2 separate regions of the Siniperca chuatsi genome follow, and region 1 is linked to region 2. The links are chromatin contacts, called in public Hi-C maps. All regions are on one chromosome and are shown on one strand. Each heading gives the region's core, a stretch centred on a gene start, on an enhancer-like site or on the middle of the called end of the contact. The rest is flanking DNA. Distances are from core to core; before and after follow the strand shown.

Evidence for each region. Hi-C and Micro-C count contacts between places; a contact is called where the count stands out from the background.
Region 1: a contact with region 2 is called in a Hi-C map of an unstated tissue, with 9 times the contacts expected there. The contact joins the enhancer-like site here to the promoter of tomm20a in region 2. A contact is called at or near these places in 3 of 3 Hi-C or Micro-C datasets (liver, skeletal muscle and an unstated tissue).

What each region holds. Positions count from the first base shown.
Region 1 is chrLG11:10,145,523-10,151,495 of ASM2008510v1, reverse strand. All of the region lies in intron 1 of LOC122884765 (a long non-coding RNA gene), which reads right to left. Among protein-coding and RNA genes, the nearest start is that of LOC122884765, 7.1 kb to the right of the region's middle. Within about 2 kb of position 2,270, the one cell type or tissue checked has an H3K27ac peak away from gene starts, as active enhancers do. A contact at or near this core is called in liver, where this site is marked.
Region 2 is chrLG11:10,061,253-10,067,050 of ASM2008510v1, reverse strand. tomm20a (translocase of outer mitochondrial membrane 20) reads right to left here and starts at 3,174. Exons shown (of 5, transcript XM_044214561.1): 1 at 2,990-3,174; 2 at 2,603-2,649; 3 at 2,430-2,511; 4 at 1,939-2,081; 5 at 1,009-1,635. The coding sequence starts at 3,113. The coding sequence ends at 1,597. arid4b (AT-rich interactive domain-containing protein 4B) reads right to left here. Exons shown (of 23, transcript XM_044214540.1): 23 at 4,042-5,798. LOC122884981 (a small nucleolar RNA gene) reads right to left here and starts at 1,885; the gene lies at 1,751-1,885. It overlaps LOC122884534 (a long non-coding RNA gene), which reads left to right. Exons shown (of 2, transcript XR_006379907.1): 2 at 150-1,142.

The DNA.
Region 1 (5,973 bases), core at 1,021-3,520, 85 kb before region 2:
CTTTTTAGGGAACAAAGCACAGAGTTTTCCATAATAGCTTAGCTTTACTCTTAGCTAGATTGGAACAAGAAAACATGGGCTCACTAGGCCGTATAAATGCTTAACATCACACACAGTGCCTATATATATATATATATATATATATATATATATATATATATATATATATATATATATATATATATATATTACGCCTTGTATCCGTGTCATTGTGCCTGTCTATCTGTATGCAAGTGAGGACATGCCAGTGATAAACAGCTCACAGTGTATGACTTTCACATTATTGAAGATGCTGAGGATGGTAGGCGTGGGACAGTTTACATATTCAATATATGTATGTGATGAAAGGGGCATTATGTTGGGTCAGCAGAGACACCCCTGTGGAATTTACTGGCTGGCTCTGCAATAATAAAGCGGAAATGCTGCGTTTTCAGAAGCTGCTGTTCATTCATGTTATGAAATTTGTGATTCAATTTGGCGCTTGACTCGTCACAGTATGCAACATAATGTTTAGTAAGTCATATGGGACATCATATATGGAATGGTGGGCTTGTGCTGGTGTTGCAACATTGCAGTGTGAACATTTTCCTGGTTTCATGAGTACATTTTTAGCTACACTAGTGGTGTTGCTCTAGTGATGGTAATCATGGTTTGTTAGTTGGTTGCTATGTTGCTGCCACTTTGGTCCAGACTGAATTATCTCAACAACTGTTGACAACACTATTGTATGGATTGCGGTGATATTTGGTACAGACATTAATGGTCCCCAGAGGATGAATCCTACAGACTTTAGTGTACCACTGAACTTTAATATAGTGCCAGCAGCAGGTTGACATTTGTGGTTTTGTGTGAAATGTCTGCAACTTTTGGATGGATTGGATGGAAATTTGATGCATACATTTATGTCCCTGTCAGGATGAATTGTAATAACTTTGTGGCTCATTTAACTTTCCATATAGTGCCATCCTCGGTCCAAATTTTAGAGTGTTCAGTACTTTGGTTTATGACCAAATACCTGCAAAACAATTCATTAGCCATTCCCATCAGTCTCAACTACGCTTTATGTTTAGTGCTAATTAGCAAATGTTAGCATGCTAACACACTCAACAAAGATGGTGAACATTACACCCTCTAAACATCAGCATGTTAGCATTGTAATTGTGGGTATGTTAGTATGCTGATATTAGAGTTTAGCTCAAAGCCCTTTAATGCCTAAGTACAGCCTTACAGAGCTGCTAGCATGGCTGTAGACTGTTCAACTTGTTGTTCAGAAAACAAAAAGTAAAAGCCACATTTAATAATCGCTTGATGCTGTGCTGAGAGAGTTGGTGATCTCATGACTAATGTTAAACATGACAAAATGTGCTGCCTATTTCTGACCACTTACATAAACATTTTCTGTTGTGCCCTGAGCCCTGACAAGTCTATTTCAAAGCGTCCTGCCAGAAAAGGCTCTGGAACTGCGCTGCTGTCAGTGCTGCACACAAATCCTGGGAGAATCCTGAAAAAACTGAATGACTCAGAGACTGATTGGCCAGGGAAATGATTTTCCTCTGAAAATCATCTCAAAGGAGCCACACCTTGTTTACTCATGGCTGTGCTCCCCTCTCCTGACTGGCATTCAGAGGGAAGATGATTGCTGCCTCACATACTGTAACTCAGTCATCATCATTGCTCTGATGTTAACAGCACTCCCCCAGACGGAAAAAAAAGCACTCAAGTCTTTCATAACAAACATGACCTGACAGGAGTAAAGGCTGAGATAAGAGAGCAAGGGTAGTCAGAGCTGACATTGGGTTAAATACATTCGAGTTGCAGAAGTGAATTAGGGCAAAAAGGGAGCTCAAATGGAACAGACAAGCCTGGTTCCTCCAGGGCGATTATGAAACCAGCCTTTACAGTGAAATGATTCTCCATTGTGATGTTTTCATGAAACATTTCTATTTCTGGACTATCCTCCCCTCACCCTCGCTAACCATGCACACAAACATCATAACATACTCAGCACATTGGACATCACTCCGAGGGTTATTGTGGATGGCAGATGTAGTCAGCCAAACGTGCAAAGAGTGCATAAGAGTGTGTTCCTCCGATGAGGAGACATGCACTCTCACAAATGAACATGCATGCATGCACAAAGTGAAAGCACAAAACAGTAGAGGCACTTTCTGAATCAGTGAGGTTGAGAGAAGCAGATTTTTTTGTGCAAAAATATAAATGTCCTTTATATTTTGTATATTCATACATACACACGCCCTGGCACACAGTACAATCCTTTTCCTGGTGTTCACATGGATGACTGTAATCAGGGTTGAGCAACATTTGCATTGCGTAATTCTTCTTTGTTTTCTCAGGGACCGATGTGGAAACTGTACCGAACAAATAGTCATACACAACAGCTATGTCTGATTTCCACTCCCATCTCCCATGTCTGAAATCTCCACCCCCCCCACACACACACTTTCTCTCACTTGGCCCTGTGGCAACAAATACTTCATGTTCGCCTTCCCTTACATAGTGAGATCATCAGTCCGTGTGTGTGTTTGTTGCAAATATTCTCAGCTCCCCCAGCCAAGTCTGCCCTGCCCCCGTCAGACAGCAAAATGCTTGCATGTGTAATTTCTGGCCCGGAGGGTTGACGAACGAAAAGTAACAGTTGGTGTGTGCATGTGTGCGCCATCTACTTGTGCCAACATGTTTTCTGTTTCTCTTATTTGTAGATGTGTGTGAGCCTGGAATGCTTTGTGTTTCTGAATAGCAAATCTCCAAGTGCTCTCTAGCCGCCGCCTCTGAGCAGGGTCAGAGGTCGCGCCGCATATTGTCCCAATATGGAAACTGCTCTTCCAGCTCTGCAGCACAAAGGCTGGCCACACTGAGCTCTTTGTTACGACTGCCAGAGACCCGAGTCAGGTCAACAACACTCTAAACCAATTAACAAAGGATTTTTGTGTCCCAAATACACACATATAACCATGCATTTTCTACACCGGTTGCAGTAAAAATATAAAAATACCTCTGAATCTCTCACTCTTTTGTCTCTGCAATCTTTAAAATAGCATTAGAAAGATCTGGCTCAGCTCCAACTGTTATGAGAGGACAGAGAGGAAGAGATGGAGTTGCTGGGGGGGGCATAGAAGGATAAAATGGAGGGAGAGCCACAGAGGAGGAGGGGTATCTGCTGTAAAATCCTGTTATGCAACCCCTTTTCTATGGCTGGCGTATTGCATCTGTTAAAAACGGAGGAGAAAAACAGCTTTGCAATTAGCGCTCTGTGTCCTGAGGGTCCTGGTCTCCCCCAATCACATAGCTCTGTCCTGCTCTCCCCAGCGTGTGTGTTGCTAAGCAGATGATGTGACTCGGGAACACACAGTGCTATTCTTATAGTGTTGGCGTGGAGCAGACACACTGATAGCAATGCTCTGACTCTGCCTGCATGCATGGTGATGTTTACTGGAACAGCCCAGTCTTGCAAATAAAACCAAGCTGGATTGTTGTTTTCTCTGCCTTGGCTGCTCCCATAAGTGCTGTTAGAGTCTGAGATTTGGACAAAGCTTTACGCCCCTTATTTCTTATATTTTGGGCACATTCAAGGTTTACAGCAACTTGGGGTGTGGTCTCCATACACGGGTGCTTCCTCTGTGGTGAGCAGGGTGTTTATGGGTCTGGCCCTGTTTCCTGACTCTTAGATAAGGACCACCCACCAAGGCCTCTTCATTTCAAATCCATCAGCAGTTAATGATGCCTGGGGAGGCTCCAACATTCTTATAGCGGAGCAGTGATGTAATTACTCAGCATTTATCAAAGTCTCCAGTAACATGATCTCTAAGAAAATCATAAACAGTAATATATTATAGCATAGAAGTGTTTCCTTTTGCTTGACGCCTAGTTAACATGCCATTTTATATACTGTGGTAACCGTTTTCATAAATACAACATGGAAGCATGCGTCCCCTCAGGACAAGCAGTTAAGAGGGGCAAAATATGTCAGGTTCAGACAACCTAGCTCAGGCAATGCCTTTTATCTTCATTGTTCCACTAATTGTTATAGAGTTCTTTTCAGAGGTTAATCCGAGCTGAAACTAGGCGGGTGTGTAATCAGAGCCTGAAAAGATTGGATATTGAGGTTGTTAAATTAGGTCAGGCAGCACTAAAATGATGCCTCGCAGAAGCACTCAAGAGAAGGAAAATGCTCTATCTGCTGGTTGTATAAAAAGAAAGAGGACGCAGAGGCTGTATTTCATTGTTCCACATGGCCACGGCTAATGGTCTCCATCCCTAGTGTGAATGGAAGGTATTTGTGTGAGAGTGTGATGCATTATTTAAGAGTAAACACAGTGGAGACAGAGAGGCCCAGCGGTGGTGGGGTAGTATTGATTGTGACAGGCCAGAGGAGACATGCACACCTCTCTTAAGTGTCTAGGGCTTCTCACAATGCCCCCACAAATCAACTTTTATTGCTCTGGCTTTGGAGTCTCCACAGTCAGCAGCCTATCAGGCAAAGCAGCTTAGCAGAGATAGCCTACGGCAGTCCCACAGTGGGCCTTAACGCTATCAATCGATCATTCATCACCAGTCCCCTAAGAAACAAAAACAAGCAGCCAAAAGACAGCCAGGGGAGGGAGGGGGCTGAACTGGACTGTGTCACACAGCTCTTGGCTGGGTGGAAAAACCCTGTCAGGTTTTATTTGGGAACAGTCCACGTCCTGTTCTGTGCAGCACAAATTGAAGCATTTAAGGAGGAGAGGGAGAAGAAAAGTAATGAGAAAAACTTTCTGAAAGAGGTCGAATGAAATGTGGCCCTGCGGTGCCCCCCTCTCTTACCCGCTCCCTCCCTCCTCCAGCCCTCCTGCACATTCCTCTCCCCTCAGCAGATCTGGCATGCCCCACAGGAGGCGGCGGCAGCAGCAGCACAGTAATCTTTTCAAAAGGGCGGATTTGAGCGGCCGCCAGGGCAGCCGGCCAACTATTTCTCATTTGGAGCTGGCCTGGAGATGACCCTCCTGTTGGAGCCCCACTCTCAGGAAAAACAAAAACGCCAGCACCGAGTAAGGGAGCGCCTTGGCAACACTGGAGAGCCGGGAACAGACTAGCAAAAGGAAAACAGGGAAACCGCAAGCCTGCTCTCAGAAACATCTGTACCGCCTTCCTGTGTAAAAAGAAAAAAATTCAACTTAATACTGTCTGCATGAGCCCAAGGGACTTAACAAAAACATGGGAGGGCTGTGTTTCATTCTTTTTTTTACTTGGAACTCTGTCTGTATGTCTTTTTTTTTCCTTTGTCCATTTCCCTCTCTGTCTAACAATTTCCCGAGCCCAACAACCCCCCCCATCCTCTCTTTCCTCTCCACAGCCCTCCACTGAGCCCTGGCCTCTTGCACTTTCAGTGGAAGCCCACCCTTGGCTTGGGAGGAGCTAGTCTGGGTCCCTGTTATGCTTGCTCAATGATGGATGGACAGGAAAACTAAGAATCCAAGTCCAGCATTCCTGCTTCTACAGTGGGGTGAGCGGTTGGAGGGAAAAGTGTGGGAATTCCTGAGCTTCTTTGTAATCACTATATGTTTGACAGCAACTGCAGTGACCTTCATCCAAACTTGCGGTCAGCCCCCAGACAAGAGTGCCTAGTAATTATCTGGGTGTTTCTTGCAAAAGTAACAGAAAAAAGGCAGCTTCCAGAAAAAGTGAAAGAGAGAAAGAGAAGGACGGGACATGTGGAAATGTTTGGAGGCTTACAGGCTTTGTGAGTCAGACCTAAAACATCAAATTCCACATGCTGGGTTCAGATATCGTGTCTGTATGCAATGTTTACTGCCACACTCAGCCCTTACTTGGCCACTGGGCCAATAAGACGCCCCTGTGGCCAGCTTTAGGGAGGGAGCAAGGGACGACAACAAAGAAAGCCCTTATGTTTTCCCTCTAAAACCTGTCTCCCCCCCACGCACACATAAACACCACTCAAAAAAAAAACGCTCCAGT
Region 2 (5,798 bases), core at 1,925-4,424:
GCTGAGTGTATATTTATGTTAGAAGCAGGCCAGTGGTACACTGTGTGGAGGGGTCTGAACCTGTTCCTACCCCCAGCGCCAGCAGCAGACCACAGCTCCAGCTTGACCTCCAACACAGTCTGTTATTTTTCTTCTCTGCCTCCCCAAAGGACAGATTAACAACGAGTCACTTCTTCTGCACACGCACTCAGGGCCAGAAGACTCGACAGGCCTCTTGACAGGCTTCTCCTTTTCCACCAAATGGCAAAATAGCAGGAGCGCTGGAGAAAAGACTGCAGAGTGAGCACGAGTTCATGGAACACTGTCTACCATTTAGTCTTCACTCGACATTTCTGGGCCGCCGTTCAATTTTCATTCCTAATGTAGAAAAACTATTTTCCCCTGCTCTCGTTTCCTGGCTACCTCAAGGCCCGGGCTGCTCTGGCCAGAGCACTTAGAAAAACAGCTGCAGACAGGGATAAAAATAATTACAGCTCTATTTGTCTTCCAAGAGACACACTTTCAACCAGACCTACTCCCTTCCCCTACAAGCTGCTCCACTTTCACTCTCCTGCACACACAATAAAGCCATTCACAATAAGGACACCAAGGCTCAATGTACTGACACAAGCTCATGTTTCACCATGCTGGTTGGAAACAGAAAAACTGTACTCTCTAGATGGCAATTCAACTGTTCTGGCAGTGACTGTATTTTATTAACCAGTGCCAAGGATTCAGTAACACACTGAAGGTATTTTCCATTTAAATTTAGCATATCTACATAGCCCCACAAGATTACATTACATTACCTGTTCCTTAATATCTTTCTGGTACAATTCCCCCTTCCTGTGGTGTTTTTTTTTTTAAATCCTCAGGAATATTTATCCTTGATTTATGCACATAACACTTTCTCTTCAGCAAATTGACTCTCCAGCTTTCCAAATATAAAAACTGTCCACACTCCATATTTCAAATTTTCCTATGCATTGCTACTGCCATCTACTGGCGAATGGAAACTCAAACTCTAAATGTGCTTTCATTATTTATTTTAGGATTTTACACACAAAAATATATCCAGATATGAAAGACTGGAATGTAAAAATAACATTTAAGTAACATTGCAAAAGAAATTTCAGAAAACTTGACAATATTCCACAAACAAGCACTGTGTTTAGTGTAGACACTTTCACACACATTTCACATTATCAACTGCGCAGCAATATGTAACAAATCGTTTACATACTTTTGTTTTTTTAATTTAGTACATATCAGCAAAAACCCCCAAAACATAACACAATTACTTTTGAGGGAAATAAATAGAATAAAATTATGGCTAGAATGAGATCCAGTGGGAATAGCATTAGAAAGATGGAATGTTTTACTTCTACTTTTACTTTATTTCTCAGAAACGTAACCTTGAGGAAGTTCTTTAACCTTGGAGTGTCATGTTAGAGGGAGATTATCGTCATCAAATGTCCAAAGGTCAAGCTCTGCCTCTGTCATAATCAGGCTCACAACTTCAGTCACACGTACCAAACAGTGCACAAATATCAGAGTCTGAAATCCCTTTATGGAATAGTGACAGCATATATCCATCTCACACGCAATCACACACATTCATTCGACGTCATCTTCTGTTAAAGAGCTGACAATACGCTGAAAAACAGAAGAAAAAAAAAATCGTTCAGGTTATACCAAAAAGCGTATAGCACCAATTATAAAACAGCTAAACTTGTGTAAAACAACCAGTTGTTACTTGTAATGTTAGCATTTCTGTCTTAGAGGTGAAATAACCAAGAGCTACTGACACATGGCTCTCAGCTTTGGATGATTCTAAGATTGATCTTGCACCCTTTCTTGTCCCAGAGACCACAAATAGCAACTGGGGGGTTTATTAAGGATGCTCAGAAACAACGCCATTACACTGAAATGTTAATGGGAGATGCAGAAAACGCTCACCTGGCTGATGCTGGGCAGTTTGGTGAGAAGCATTTGGAAGACTGGAGGCGGCAGTGTCTGCTGGAGTACTTGAAGCAGCTGCTGAGGTTGACCGCATACTGCAATCGCATTGGTCAGGTGGTCCACGCCTCGCTCGAATTCACCTGGGTCAGAGTTAGAAAAGGTTTAGAAAACTGTCTAGAAATGAGAAAGTTATGAAAAGAAGTGCAGGTTAGGTATAGATGGCTGAAGTGTTTCAAAACAACTGACTTGCCTATTGAAAAGTTTGTATGAATAAATTACATATTATTTTAGTAGACGTGCTATAGGAGAAGAGTACATGGAGACATGAAGTGCAGCACAGGGTTGTGTTCCTGAATGATTTACATTTGTTTGCTACATTTAGAAAACAGTGCTCTCTGAGCTTTCTGTGATGCATCTTGAGCTTGTGTATCATGCACACAAGCATGTATATTTTATGTGTGATTAAACTGTGAAGACATGTGGCTAACCTTGTGACAAGAGCTCCTCTCCCAGCTGGATTTCCTCCAGAAAGAATTTCTGAACAGCTTCCGCGTCCTTCATGTCAGGTAACTTCAAAGTCAAAAGACAAATTGTCAGAAATGCACATTTGGGCCCCAATAAGACAAATTATCTGAAATTGATTGTTTCACATTTGTCCTACCTTTGCTACTCCAGACTTCTCACTAGAAACATTTTGTTTTATTCTACCTGCGAGACAAAAGTGGCTTTAGACTATGCTGTTCATTTTGCTGTTGTACAACTCGAGAAACACATGGTTACAAGTTAAGCTGTTAGCTACCGCGTGTTTTTTCCACGAGGTATGTATCCTGCGACGTATGTGAGGAAAATTACGTTAGAGTAAATGTTATACTCTCTACGCTGTGAGTATTTAAAAAAATAGAGTATAGCACCATCTCTATTAAGACTTTTATGATATATAGCTAGCCATAATGTCCTTGCGGTTTGTCTGTCACATGGAAGCTAACATGCTCCCAGTGCTGCAAGTTAAGTTGACTGTTGCACTAACTTCCTCTGCTCAAACACTTACGTTCACGTAGTTTTTCCTTGAAGCGAGGGTCGCTCCGTCGCTTTCTGTCAAAATAAATACAGTATGCGATGAAAAGTGCTCCACACACCCCGGCAATTACCGCGCTCGTCCTACCGCTCATCATATCTGAAACTACTCATAAACACTGCACGCAGCACACTAGCTGGCTAGCACGTTGCTAAGGAAGTGCGCAAAGGAAGTACGTAAATCACGACGCAAGGCGTAATGTCGACGGTACAAGACTCATATCCACATATACTGTATTAATACAGTAAAATATCATATTTTTGACGGGTAAATATGACCAAATACGCCCCCACTCACCCCTTAATAACTCAGAAACTTAGCATTAGCTAAAAGCCTAAACGTTTTCACCAGAGAATAAAAACGTTTACTTCATGGCCGAGCAAAGTGGGAAACGTCCTCGAGGCCCCCAAAGCCCCAGGTTCATTGTATGACAATTGGCTTGTGGTGATACTTGTAACATTGTTTGGTAATATGGAAATATGCCTAAAATAACCTGCAATAGCCATGTATGCCCAGTGAGGAGAGAAGCAGGGAGATTCATAGAGTCCCAGTAGTTACATTTTGCTTCAGGGCCCCATAGCAATTTAATCAGTTTAAATACCAAAGTGAAAAAACAAAATGAAACATAGGTATTGCCTGCAAAATGCACTTTAAGTATCAAAAGCAAAAGCAGTTATAATGCAGAATGCTTTCATGTGTAAGCAGCATTTTAATGTTATAGTTGGTCAAGGTGGAGATCATTTTAACTACTTTTAGTTATAAAGTTAACTTTTTTTAACAATGCATCATTTTAAGCTTGTCATGTTTTATATGTAGAAACCATCTGCAAAATAACTTCTTCTTCCACTACTCACTTTACTGTAAGTACACTTGTCAAATAAATGTAGTGAAGTAAAAAGTACAATTTTCCCTCTGAAAAGGGCGTAAAAGTATAATAAACTAGAAATATGCAAGTAAAGTAGAAATACCTCAAAATTGTAAAGTAAAAGTTACTTTCCACCACTGATGGCAAGAGACACACTGAATACTTCACAAACTATGGCATTTATTTCAAACAGAGGCTTCTGCTTTGCTTACATTTTTACAATAAATTACACAATGACCATCATCAGATGAGCCTAATAAATACTATTGAGCATTTTTCAATAAGCTCCATTACTTTCTCTTAATCTATGATCCAGACCATTTTCCATATACAGGTTCATACAGCTTTAGCTTCAGGCCATGTACAGGTTGGAAAATAGTTCAGCCACATCCAAAACTACCATTCTTCTCTTACAAGCAGAAGCTATAGAAAAACAAAACAGAATACAAACTAAAGCGAAACATGAAATAAAAAAAGGAAGAAAGCAAAAAATAACTATTGAAACCGATGAAAGAGGCAGAAAAAACAATGTAAATGAACTCAAATAAATCTGTCCCAAGAGAACAAGAATGAGGACAAAAGGGGGAGAACAAACATGCTGTAACCCTCAGTATTTACACTCCAACTACAGTTAAAACCGTAAAACTGTCTGTACAGAAAAGTACATGTTATTAACAGTGCAAGATATTAAATAGCTTGACTCAAAACACTTCTCAATATACAAATGTATAACAAAAGCATACAATTACATACAAGTGCCAAACAAAATGTAATTTCAGGTTATCATACAGTAGGGGGTCTATACAAAGGAAACACTGGAGATGTCTTCAGAAATGTATACACATACGTCACTGTGATATAAATGCACATTTACAATATCTTTACCTTTAATCTGGTCATAGTACAGGAAACAGAACCAAACATTTTTGCTAGGGATGAGTATGAGAGGAAGCTGGCATATCATTACTGATCATGAGTAAAATTAGAAAGATGCCAAAAAAATATGCATTGCCTTATTTAATGACGCAAAAATATACTTAAATAACTTCATGTTATTCTGAAACACTGCAAATGTGGGATTCAGCTTCATTCATGTGTTCTGCCGTACTGAGTACATGCTGTAAATACCTCCTATGGCTGCCTTCAAGTTAACTTGATCCAGTTGCAGATGTGCATCATCAAATCGTCAGTGAGGGCCATGGGACTGGGGGGATTAAATGGGTGAAGAAAACATAATAAAATAAAGCAGATGGGCTTTTAACAGGCTGATGAACTGAAGTAATGTGACCATTGGATTCACCACCTCCATCATTGCACATTTTATACTGCCAAACTTAACAGTTATACCCAAGCTGGATGAGTATTCAGTAGTAGATTACAGGTGATCCAGTATAGGAGTTCTGCTTTTACAATTATACTTCTTAAATATTACCATACACTGATAAAATCCATCTGCTAGACTCAGCCCATCACTGTCTGCTCACTCATACAGCATTCTTCAGTCTTTTGTAAGCGACACATTATTCCAGCTGACCCTCTGATTTGAGAAGAGGATCAGGAAAAAAAGTGCTGTCCTTTCTCAAAGTGCCCCATAAAAAAAAGAACAAAAAGGCACTACAGTATCATTCCATATTCATCCACTGAGACTGTCAGTGGACCTATGATGGTCTGAAACCCTACCAATCAACACCTATATGACTCATGCAAACATGTACAGGACCACATGCCTGTATGTGAGAAGAGCATCATCAACCGCTCGAGGTGTAACCACATGAAGGCCTTTTTAATGAGGGTGGACAGAGAAACGTGGCAAAGTTACTTTTTCTACGCCCTTAATGCCAATGTGGCACTGTTCCTCTGAATTCCCCATAATAATAACAACATGATGAGCACAGGCTGCATCATGTTGAGCTATGA